Linked DNA regions of Mus musculus: all the other regions are linked to region 1. Evidence: chromatin contacts called from public HiChIP or PLAC-seq data. All regions are on one chromosome and are shown on one strand. Each heading gives the region's core, a stretch centred on a gene start, on an enhancer-like site or on the middle of the called end of the contact. The rest is flanking DNA. Distances are from core to core; before and after follow the strand shown.

Region 1 (3,250 bases), core at 647-3,146:
ACCTCAGAAGTTCATTGTGAAAAAGTGGGCGGCCTTCCTACCCTCGTCTCAGTACCAGCTAATCACATCAGTTCTACCTCCCAAACGTGTGTCCCACCCCCACTGCCACCAAAAAACTCACTCCTGAGTCCAGAGCGACCTCTTTCCTGGCCTCGTGGCTTCTTCCCTTGTCCTCAGTCAGCCACACCATCCCCGTGCACATGCAAGCTAGAGTGGGCTGTTTGGGTTTTTTTAGAGTACAATCACTCCTCACGTTGCCTGTCCTATCTCCCTCACCCCTCCATTTTCTCTTCTTTTTTTACTGTTTCACTTACAGGCTGTCACCTGGCTAACGGGTGCCCTAGAGACACAGTGAGCATGCTGGCTCACCTCTCATGATCCCAAGAAGACAAGAGAGGTCACAATTCAGGGTGCTACCTACCAGACTCCAGCCTGCACGCTAGAACTGCAGCAGACTGGGCTCTCTGGCAAGGCTTGGGGGAGGAGACACTGACCTCAAGCCGGGGAATGCTGTCCACAGCTGGTTGGTCATCTGTTAAGACATGCCAAGCCAGACATTTGATCTATTGGACTTGTGTGTCCATTATCCCAGCCAGCCTATGGTGTTGGGGACAGTGCTCACTCATCAGGGACCTTCCTGCCATCAGTTCTTGACCCTCCTCCAGGAAAGACAGAAGAACTCAAAGCTGTGAGATGCAGAACATTACACGGAGCGGGGCTGAAGCTCCAGCGCTTCATAGCCGAGAGGCGACAAGGAGCCAGCCTGGCTTGGCCTACCTCACTCAGCATGACTCCACACATTCTTTGCCATTCTAGCTGTGTCTTCCAGCTTCACAGTCATACACACAGCCTGTCATAGCTCCCATGAGTCACAGGACATAGAATGAAACCAGCTGGGCCATCCAGGAATCCCCTACTCCAACTTGCAGAATAAGTCAAAAAAGGCCTTCATTTTAGTGTCTTCGACTGGCTAGAAGAATCTACGCGGATACTTTACTGTCACGTGAGATCAAGGTTCACAGACCAGTCACATTTCAGTGAAGCACTGTTTGATGTCTGAGACCTGAGCTAACTAACACTGGCTCTTTTCACACCCATGGCAGACATGAGTAATCGATACTCATACTCTTTCTCTAAGCTTGAATAGCTTCAGGAAGCCGACCCCACTTGATCAGGCTTGGCCTAAATGATACCTATGATGTCCCTAGTGTTACACTTTACCAAAGTGGACAATGCTCATTTCGATCCAACATCCAACTTCCAAGTAGCAAACACAGTCCTTCCTTCTTAGCGGTGGGCAGAGACTACACGCTCAAGTATAGGGTCCTGCTGGTTGGGACTCCCAATATCAAAACTCATTCCTTACTACCCATGCTGACTTTAGAGCCTGACTCTGGACATGGCAGCCACCATGGAGATAGGGATACCCCTTCCCTGTCACTGTAGATTTTAAATCTCAGTCTTGTCCTTAGAACCCAGATTTTGAGTGAGAAAACAAATCACCCAGCACCCTGCCAACTCCCCTGTCCTGGAGGACCAGGCCTAACTCAGCAGCTCTGGATTCATACTTAGGGACCAATTTAGGTGCCAAAAGCCAGACTGTTGTGGATAGAGCAGGCATCAACCTCAGACTGCCAGGAAACCCCAAGAATCATCTATTCTCTCTCACATCATGGCCAAGGAGCAGCCCAGGGACAGTCATGGGCCATCCAGGGATGACCGCAGGACCATCAGAAGCACAGCTGGCTAGGCCAGCCTGGCCCCAAGCCTCAGGAGCTATAGAGGCCCAAAGCACTCGCTCACACTTGCAGAGGGCGGGGCGGGGCTATGCCAGGCTGGGGGAGGTGTTTCCCCCATCTGCCAGGGTATGTGCTAAGTTCTCACAGAAACTGAGCCACCCAAATAAGGAACAGACAGTGGCTGTTGTGTCTAGGGAAGTGGTCTAACCACAACCTTTCACCTCTGCCCATGCATCCAATAACCCACGTGTCCTACTCTTACTTCCGAAGCCTCTTCTTGGTCCAGAGTCTGAGATTTACGACATTCTTTAAGAAGTCCATAGGCCTCCATGGTGCAGAACCTTCCCACAGCTCCCTCTACTTGGCTGTCACCCACCTTCCAACCCCACGAGCTTGCACACTCTCTCCTCCCTCCCCCCTCCTGACATCTGCACACTCTGCTCCCTCCCCAGAGGCCGCTATCACTGTTCCTTCTCCTGTACCACACGGCCTCTCCTCCTCAGTTCTGGCCCCTCTGAAAGCCACTCCCCACCCCCGTCACAGCACTTGTCTCTGAGGATTCTTATGAACAGAAAGTTGAGTCTTGGTCTCCATCCGAGCCATGCTCAGCATGATCCCAAGTCTTCCTTCCCCTGGAAGAAAGTGGAAAAGCCTCCAGGCCAGGATCCTCTAACGCACACCTGCCCTGTTGCTGCCCCTGAAGGCAGAAGGTACCAGAGCCACGCGGCCACTCCAGGGGCAGAGGAGGGGCAGAGGCTGGAGCATCTCAGTGCTTTGCTTTAATAGAGCTGACTCCAAAGGATGGAAACCTGCCAACTCCTAAGTCCAGACAGGTCCTGACAGCTTTCCCTCTGTGATGTCTCTAACACACCCACTACCCTAAAGCCGCCACTGTTAAGACCAGTTAGCAGGCTATGTTCTGATGCTGGAGAAAGACTTGCACCAACACAGACTTTCCACCGTGGATCTAGAATGGTACCACAGTATCCGAGACAACCCGAGTCAAGGACACAGTCTGCCAGTCTTCCTGCTGCACAGGCATGTTTTATCACACAGGCTACTCCAGCCAGGAGACCTGGTGCTCACCCAACTCTGGACCTAGACAGACCCAGGGCATCATTCCCTGGGCCCAGTATGGGCCAGGTGAGTGGCTTGGACACCAGCCACCACATACCTTTCTCACATTATAAAAGTCTCTGTGGGGGTTACTCTTCAATTCCTTGAACTCTGACATTTCATTTAACATCTCATGAAGGCTAAACTTGGATTCCAGAAAGTTCAGTCGCCGGTGACAATAGGTTTTCCTGCAAGTTGGTGAGAGATAGAGACCCCAGTAAGACATCAAATGACAGTTTAGCAACCTCAAGACAGGGTAGTGACCGGGGCTGGAAGGGTCAGGTTCTGACAGCATGGAGGAAGAAGAGCCGAGATGCTTCCAGCTTTCCTCAGACCTGGCTGAGCTGACCAGCACACACGTGTGAGGACACCACATGAGCAGACGGTCAAGACAC
Region 2 (2,796 bases), core at 190-2,689, 540 kb after region 1:
ATATGCAATCAATCTCACCAAGAAACATAAAGACAATTATTGTAACCAAGATCCCATGGGAATGCTGAGTAGCTAATCCGACCTGAATGTGGGGCTATTGATATTTGAACTGAGGTGTGGCTCGGTGGTGGAATGCTTATGTAACATGTTCACGGCCTGTTTTGATCCTCACACTGAAAAAAAAAAGTTAAACAGATCAAGAATGGGTAAAGCATGTTCCAGATTGTAGAATAGAACGTCAGAACATCCAGGGGTGGCAGCAACCATGGCCAGTTGAGAAGGAATGCAGGTGGTTAAATGTAAGTGGGAAACCCATGCGACGGTGGTCTCAGGTGGACAGAATCCACCTTGTGTTCATTTAAACAAAAAGGAAGTTTATTAGGAGAACAAGGAATAACTCCACAGATCCAACACGAGCAAGAAAAAGGAGGCAATGCACCTGAGCCAGTGACAGTAGGAGTCAGAGCTTCAGTCAGAGGAATAGACTAGTGGGGACCCCACAGCCAGTACACCATGAGACAACACCACTGCACCTGTGCTGTGGCCTCCATGCCACTCACTACAGTGGGTCCCCCCTGAGCCTGGGGCACATTCTCATGTTCAGGTGTCATGGAGGAGAGAAAATAAGGACATATACTTTTCTGTCTCCATGTGAAAGCCATCAAGAGCCTGTGAAGTGTCTCACATTAGAGTTCAACTCGAGCCAGACCAAACCTGGCAAAGGAGAGTTGAGGCTCTAAGGAAGAGGTTGGTCACTCATGGTAAAGAGTCAGGACTTTATCTGTACTAACAGCTGAAGGCTCCGTGGTCTTCATTTTTACAGCCATACTCTGGGACAATATGGAAGGCAGCGTGGAGGAGCTGGAGAGCAGGACAAGAGCAAATCGTGTTCTATTTGTCTTTGGAGAAGCACTCTGTGTTGTGTATAATGTGAAGCCCCTGCTGGCCTCACGGAGATCTCTTGATCTTTAACCAGAGTCTGTGGTTGGCAAGCCAGCCTCTGAGAAACCATGTGTCCCTGCCTGACTTGTTTATTTATTTAGCTCCAACACATTTATTGAAGACTTATTTATATGTGAAGGTCAGGAGATATCTTTCAGGAGTCAGTTCTTTCCTTCCACCACTCGGATCCTGGGAACCAAACTTGGGTTGCCAGATCTGGTGGCACACATATTTACCAAGTGCACCACTGACACCCCCAGTGGGGACAAAACCCAGAGCATCGTGAATGTTAGACAGGCATTTGAACTTATAAAACCAATACCTCACCCCTAGCCCTCACTTAGACTAACTTGATATAATTTTATAATTTGAACAGCATCCTTGTTCTATAGATCAGGAAATAGGTTCAGAAAACTGAGGTACTTTACTCAAGTTTACATGACTGGTACACATCAAAACTAAGGCTTAAAGGCCAACTCTTTCCACTCTGTCAAAGATAAAGGTCCCTGTGTGACGCAGGTTATCTGTGCAGAGCTACTTCTAACAGCCACTGACACCAGCTCTGCCTGCACCATGGGAACAAAGCACTAAGTGAAAGACAGGCCATATGGACAGGACATGTGCACAAAAGCATGAATTCCTGCTCCGAGGAACAAGAAGTGATTCCCTGAGTGTCTGGTAATTTATAGGTTTCCCCCAGGGAGTGGCTTGATAGGTAACTGAAGAGTGAACAGAGGTCAAATCACAAAGGGCTTACAATTTTAAGAAATAGTACACAAGCCAGTTTAGTACTTTGTAGAAAAGAGAGCACTTGAAGTGGACCTTAAACTATGCTGAAGGCCAGCTAGGTGGCTCGGTGGGCAAAGGCACTTGCTGGTAAGCCTGATGACGTGAGTTTGATACCTGGATGCCACACAGTGGAAACACAGGACTGACCATTAAGTGGTCCTCAGTCTGTCTGTCATGGCAAGTGGTGTGTATGCACACTAAAGACAAGGAAAGGCATTCAAGAGCAGGAGAGGAAAAGGCACAGGAGCAGCAGCACTCATGCAGGGCAACTTGGGCTGATGGGCAGGAAGATGGCAGATCAAATTCCCGGAGTAAGCTGAAGCCAAATGTATGCTATGTCTGAGCACAAGAGAACAAGCAAGGTTTTTAAAGGGAGGACGTGAATGTAGAGAGCACACCAGACACACTGACATGTTGTGTAGGGGTTTCAGGAGGTAGAAAGAAGGTACATGTGATGGTTTGTATGTGTGCTTGGACCAGGGAGTGGCACTGTTGGGAGGTATAGCCCTGTTGGAGTAGGTGTGTCACTGTGGGTATGGACTGTAAGACCCTTACCCTAGCTGCCTGGAAGTCAGTGTTCTACTAGCAGCCTTCAGACGAAGATGTCAAACCCTCAGCTCCGCCTACAACATGCCTGCCTGGATGCTGCCATGCTCCCACCTTGATGATGACGGACTGAACCTCTGAAACTCTTAAGTCATCCCCAAGTAAATGCTGTCCTTGTAAGAGCTGCCTTGGTCATGGTATCTGTTCACAGCAGTTAAACCCTAACTAAGACAGTGCACAAACCAAGGGAGAAGCGAGGGAGGTATTCAGCTGTGAGCATCTTCAAGTTGATAGTCTAGAAAAATAGATATTCAAAAACAAAGAAGGGGAAAGCAAGCCACAAGAAGTCGACTTGTGAGACAGCAGACAATGGTGCCATGATAACCACAGACAGAGGACTGAAAGCAAAAGTAAATGAACCAGAAAAAGAACTTCAAGTTGGGCACAATACATCAGCACTTGGGAGGTAGAGGCAGGAGGATCAACAGGTCAACATTCTCCTCCTCTACTTGGTAAATT
Region 3 (2,988 bases), core at 258-2,757, 600 kb after region 1:
AGTGTATGAATTTGATAAGCTGAACATTAATTCTCTTGGGAGCTGGAGAGTGTTTCTTTGCTCACACAGAACCGTCTTGGACTTTAAATAACCTTGAAACAAGACTGGCTATGGAATCCTGAGGGCTGGAATTACAGACATGGGCCACCATGCCTGGGTTTCCAGTGCTGGGGATTAAGTCTAATGCCTTAAGTAGGCAACTCTCCCAACTGAGCCACTTCCTCAGCCCCTCAATTCAACCTTAGAAAATGAAAACCTAACTCTACAGAGTCAAACGGGCTGTCTGTGGTCTAAGGAGCCATGTAGCCACAGGTTCATAGCCAGAAAACTTCAAAGTGGACGCGTGAGTGCTGCAGTTGCCCTGTGCAGCCAGGCAGAGCCAATTCCATCCTCCTGCAGGAGCGAATGGATTCTAAGTCACGGGGCTGGAAAGTTACATTGCTGGGCTTTTGTTTGTTTGTTTGTTTCATGTGTACAATTATTGTTTTATTTTGTTTTGATGGTTTTGTTTTTATTTTATTTCTTTGAGATAGGGTCTCACTATGTAGCTCTGGCTGTCCTGGAACTCACTGTGTAGATCAGGTTGGCCTCAAACTCAGAGATTCACTTGTCTCTGTGTCCTGAGTGCTGGGATGAAAGGCACGTGCCACCAGACCTGGCATGTTGCTGGGTTTGCTTGCTTGCTTGTTTGTTTGTTTGAAGATTGGTTTTTGCTTGTTTATATGTGGATATAACTGTGTGTGCTCACCATGTGTGCAAGTTGCAGTGGAGACCAGAGGAAGGCAGTGGAGACCCTGAAACTGGAGTTATAGGTGGTTTTGAGCTGTCAGACATGGGTGTTAGGATCTAAGGTCAAGTCCTCTATAAGAGCAGCAAGCACTCTTGACTTCTGAGCCATTTCTCCAGCCCCAAAAGATAGATTTATACAAACATGGCAACAAGACATATCAACCACAAATGTATACAATAACAAGAAACTAGTACACAGGTGCATGGTACCTGTGACCTGAAGCTGTTTATTATTTTTATTTTCCCATGCATGTGTATTTTGCCTACATGTACCATGCACAAGCCTGGCGCCCTAAGAGCCAAAAGAGGGTCTCAGGTTCAATGCAACTGGAGTTACAGGTGGTTGTGAGTCACCACACAGATACTGGGAACTGAACCCGGGTTCTCTCGAAGAGCAGCAGTCCTCTTAACCACTGAAATACCTCTCCAGCCTGCCTGAGACCATCTAATGCCATCTGCTTAAGGTGGTCACTGATAGGCCACCCGTGTGGCTGGTCCTGCTATAGTGTCCTCCTTGCTTCATAAGTCGTCAAAGTCACTCACCTGCAACTCATCAAGGGAGTGAGCTGAGTGACAGAGGGATGACGGTGAGCTTCAAGGAAATGGGGGTCTTATCACAACTCTCTGCAGCTTCCCAGTCTGGCCCAGTAGTACTCACCCAATGAATAGTCACTGGCTTCTTGAACACAAGTGCAACCCAAGGCCAGTGAGTGCCTCTGACTCATAGAAAATGCGCCTCATTTTCATAGGTCTGGTTGTTACATTAAAAATAAATGTGCTGTGTGACAGACACCGTAGCAGGAGGAACTTCTGTTAGAACTCAGAACTCCCTCCTCACCTTGCGGACTGTGAAACTATAGGGCAGGTTACAGATGAGGAAATGGAGGCCACGTTCACGCAGGACTTCTGAAAGGCAGGAGGGCAAACGTCTGATGTGTTGTTCAGATGTTATCACTGTAAGGCAGGAAGGAGGCAAGCATGTGTGTCTGCTCCAGTCTGCCCATCGCCTCCATTCACAACCTGCTCCCCTTCTAAGTCCCTCACACTATAGGACTTTCAAATCTGAAAGGCGGGGCCCTGAACTCATCATTTGAACTGCTGAAACCCCAAAAGATCAAACCTCTACACTCAAGACTTAGTGATGGCATCCCAGAATTCAGGAGATAGAAAGAAGGAGACTTCTGTGAGTTCAAGACCAATCTGGACTACATAGTGAATTCCAAGTCAGGGCTATATAGTGAGACTATCTCAAAATAAAAACAATAAACAAAAAACAAATCGTTACATTTTAAGACCAAATCTCTTGCTTTTTTAAGATTGTGTGTGTGTGTGTGTGTGTGTGCATGCTCACACACACACACACACACACACACACACACACATACACACACACACACATACACACACACAAGAGAGAGAGAGCGCGCATGCACTCGAGTGGGCATAAGCATGCCTATACATGCCATAGCACACATTTAGCTCACAGACGTGGACAACTTGGAGGACTGTGTTCTCTTTTCCTACTATGTGGGTCCCAGGGATCTAAATCAGTCCTCAAGCTTAGAGGAAGAGCTTTTCTGCTTTTGTTTTAAGGTCTGAAGCTTGAACCCCAGGCCTCACGTATGCCAAATGCCTGCTCTACCACTGAGCTGCAGTCTGTCTACTTAGACTTTCTTTTTGCTTTCTTTCTTTATATGCTTTGATTTTTTTGTTTTTTTGTTTGTTTGCTTGCTTGCTTTTTTGTTTGTTTGTTTGTTTGTTTTATTGAGACAGTGTGGAGGGCACAGGGTCCAATTACAGATCGAGAGAGAGAAGCCAGAACTGTTAAGTACACAGGTTTTTTTGTCTTCAATGGAAGAAATTGACACCTGTTGGCCTGGAAGGCTGCAGTGGATGTTTAATAGTCTGGCAATCCTTGCTTTTCTGTACAGCCAGGCCTCCGCCGAATCTCCTTATCTTGAGCTGTGTTTCTCAGTCAATAGAACCCATCCTAGTGTAAAACTTTCCTGTGCTTTGTTTGCAAAAGAGTTTTCTACTATGCTTGTTACAACCCTTCCTCCATAGGCCCTGGTCCTGAGCATTGTTTCTTAGTCAATAGAACCAATTCTTGAGGAAGAGGCTACAGGTGCTTTGCAGTGAGTTCATTGTAGTCATGCCTCAAGCTTTGTTAGGATAATTGTCCCAAAGAAATGTTTTTTC

What was found. HiChIP or PLAC-seq counts read pairs in DNA pulled down with a chosen protein or histone mark.
Region 2: an H3K27ac HiChIP or PLAC-seq map of thymic regulatory T cells shows a contact between it and region 1, with 3 times the contacts expected there. The contact joins two enhancer-like sites. A contact is called at or near these places in 2 of 115 datasets of contacts at active chromatin or transcription factors (astrocytes and thymic regulatory T cells).
Region 3: a contact with region 1 is called in an H3K27ac HiChIP or PLAC-seq map of T-cell acute lymphoblastic leukemia, with 2.7 times the contacts expected there. The contact joins two enhancer-like sites.

What each region holds. Positions count from the first base shown.
Region 1 is chr7:110,795,472-110,798,721 of GRCm38.p6, reverse strand. Ampd3 (adenosine monophosphate deaminase 3) reads right to left here. Exons shown (of 15, transcript NM_001276301.1): 6 at 2,914-3,043. Among named protein-coding and RNA genes, the nearest start is that of Gm39069, 16 kb to the right of the region's middle. Within about 2 kb of position 1,896, at least 134 of the 459 cell types and tissues checked have an H3K27ac peak or open chromatin away from gene starts, as enhancers often do. A contact at or near this core is called in T-cell acute lymphoblastic leukemia and thymic regulatory T cells, where this site is marked.
Region 2 is chr7:110,252,759-110,255,554 of GRCm38.p6, reverse strand. The region is part of intron 2 of Swap70 (SWA-70 protein); the gene reads right to left. Among named protein-coding and RNA genes, the nearest start is that of Swap70, 32 kb to the right of the region's middle. Within about 2 kb of position 1,439, at least 14 of the 459 cell types and tissues checked have an H3K27ac peak or open chromatin away from gene starts, as enhancers often do. A contact at or near this core is called in thymic regulatory T cells, where this site is marked.
Region 3 is chr7:110,195,895-110,198,882 of GRCm38.p6, reverse strand. No RefSeq gene overlaps it. Among named protein-coding and RNA genes, the nearest start is that of Swap70, 24 kb to the left of the region's middle. Within about 2 kb of position 1,507, at least 14 of the 459 cell types and tissues checked have an H3K27ac peak or open chromatin away from gene starts, as enhancers often do. A contact at or near this core is called in T-cell acute lymphoblastic leukemia, where this site is marked.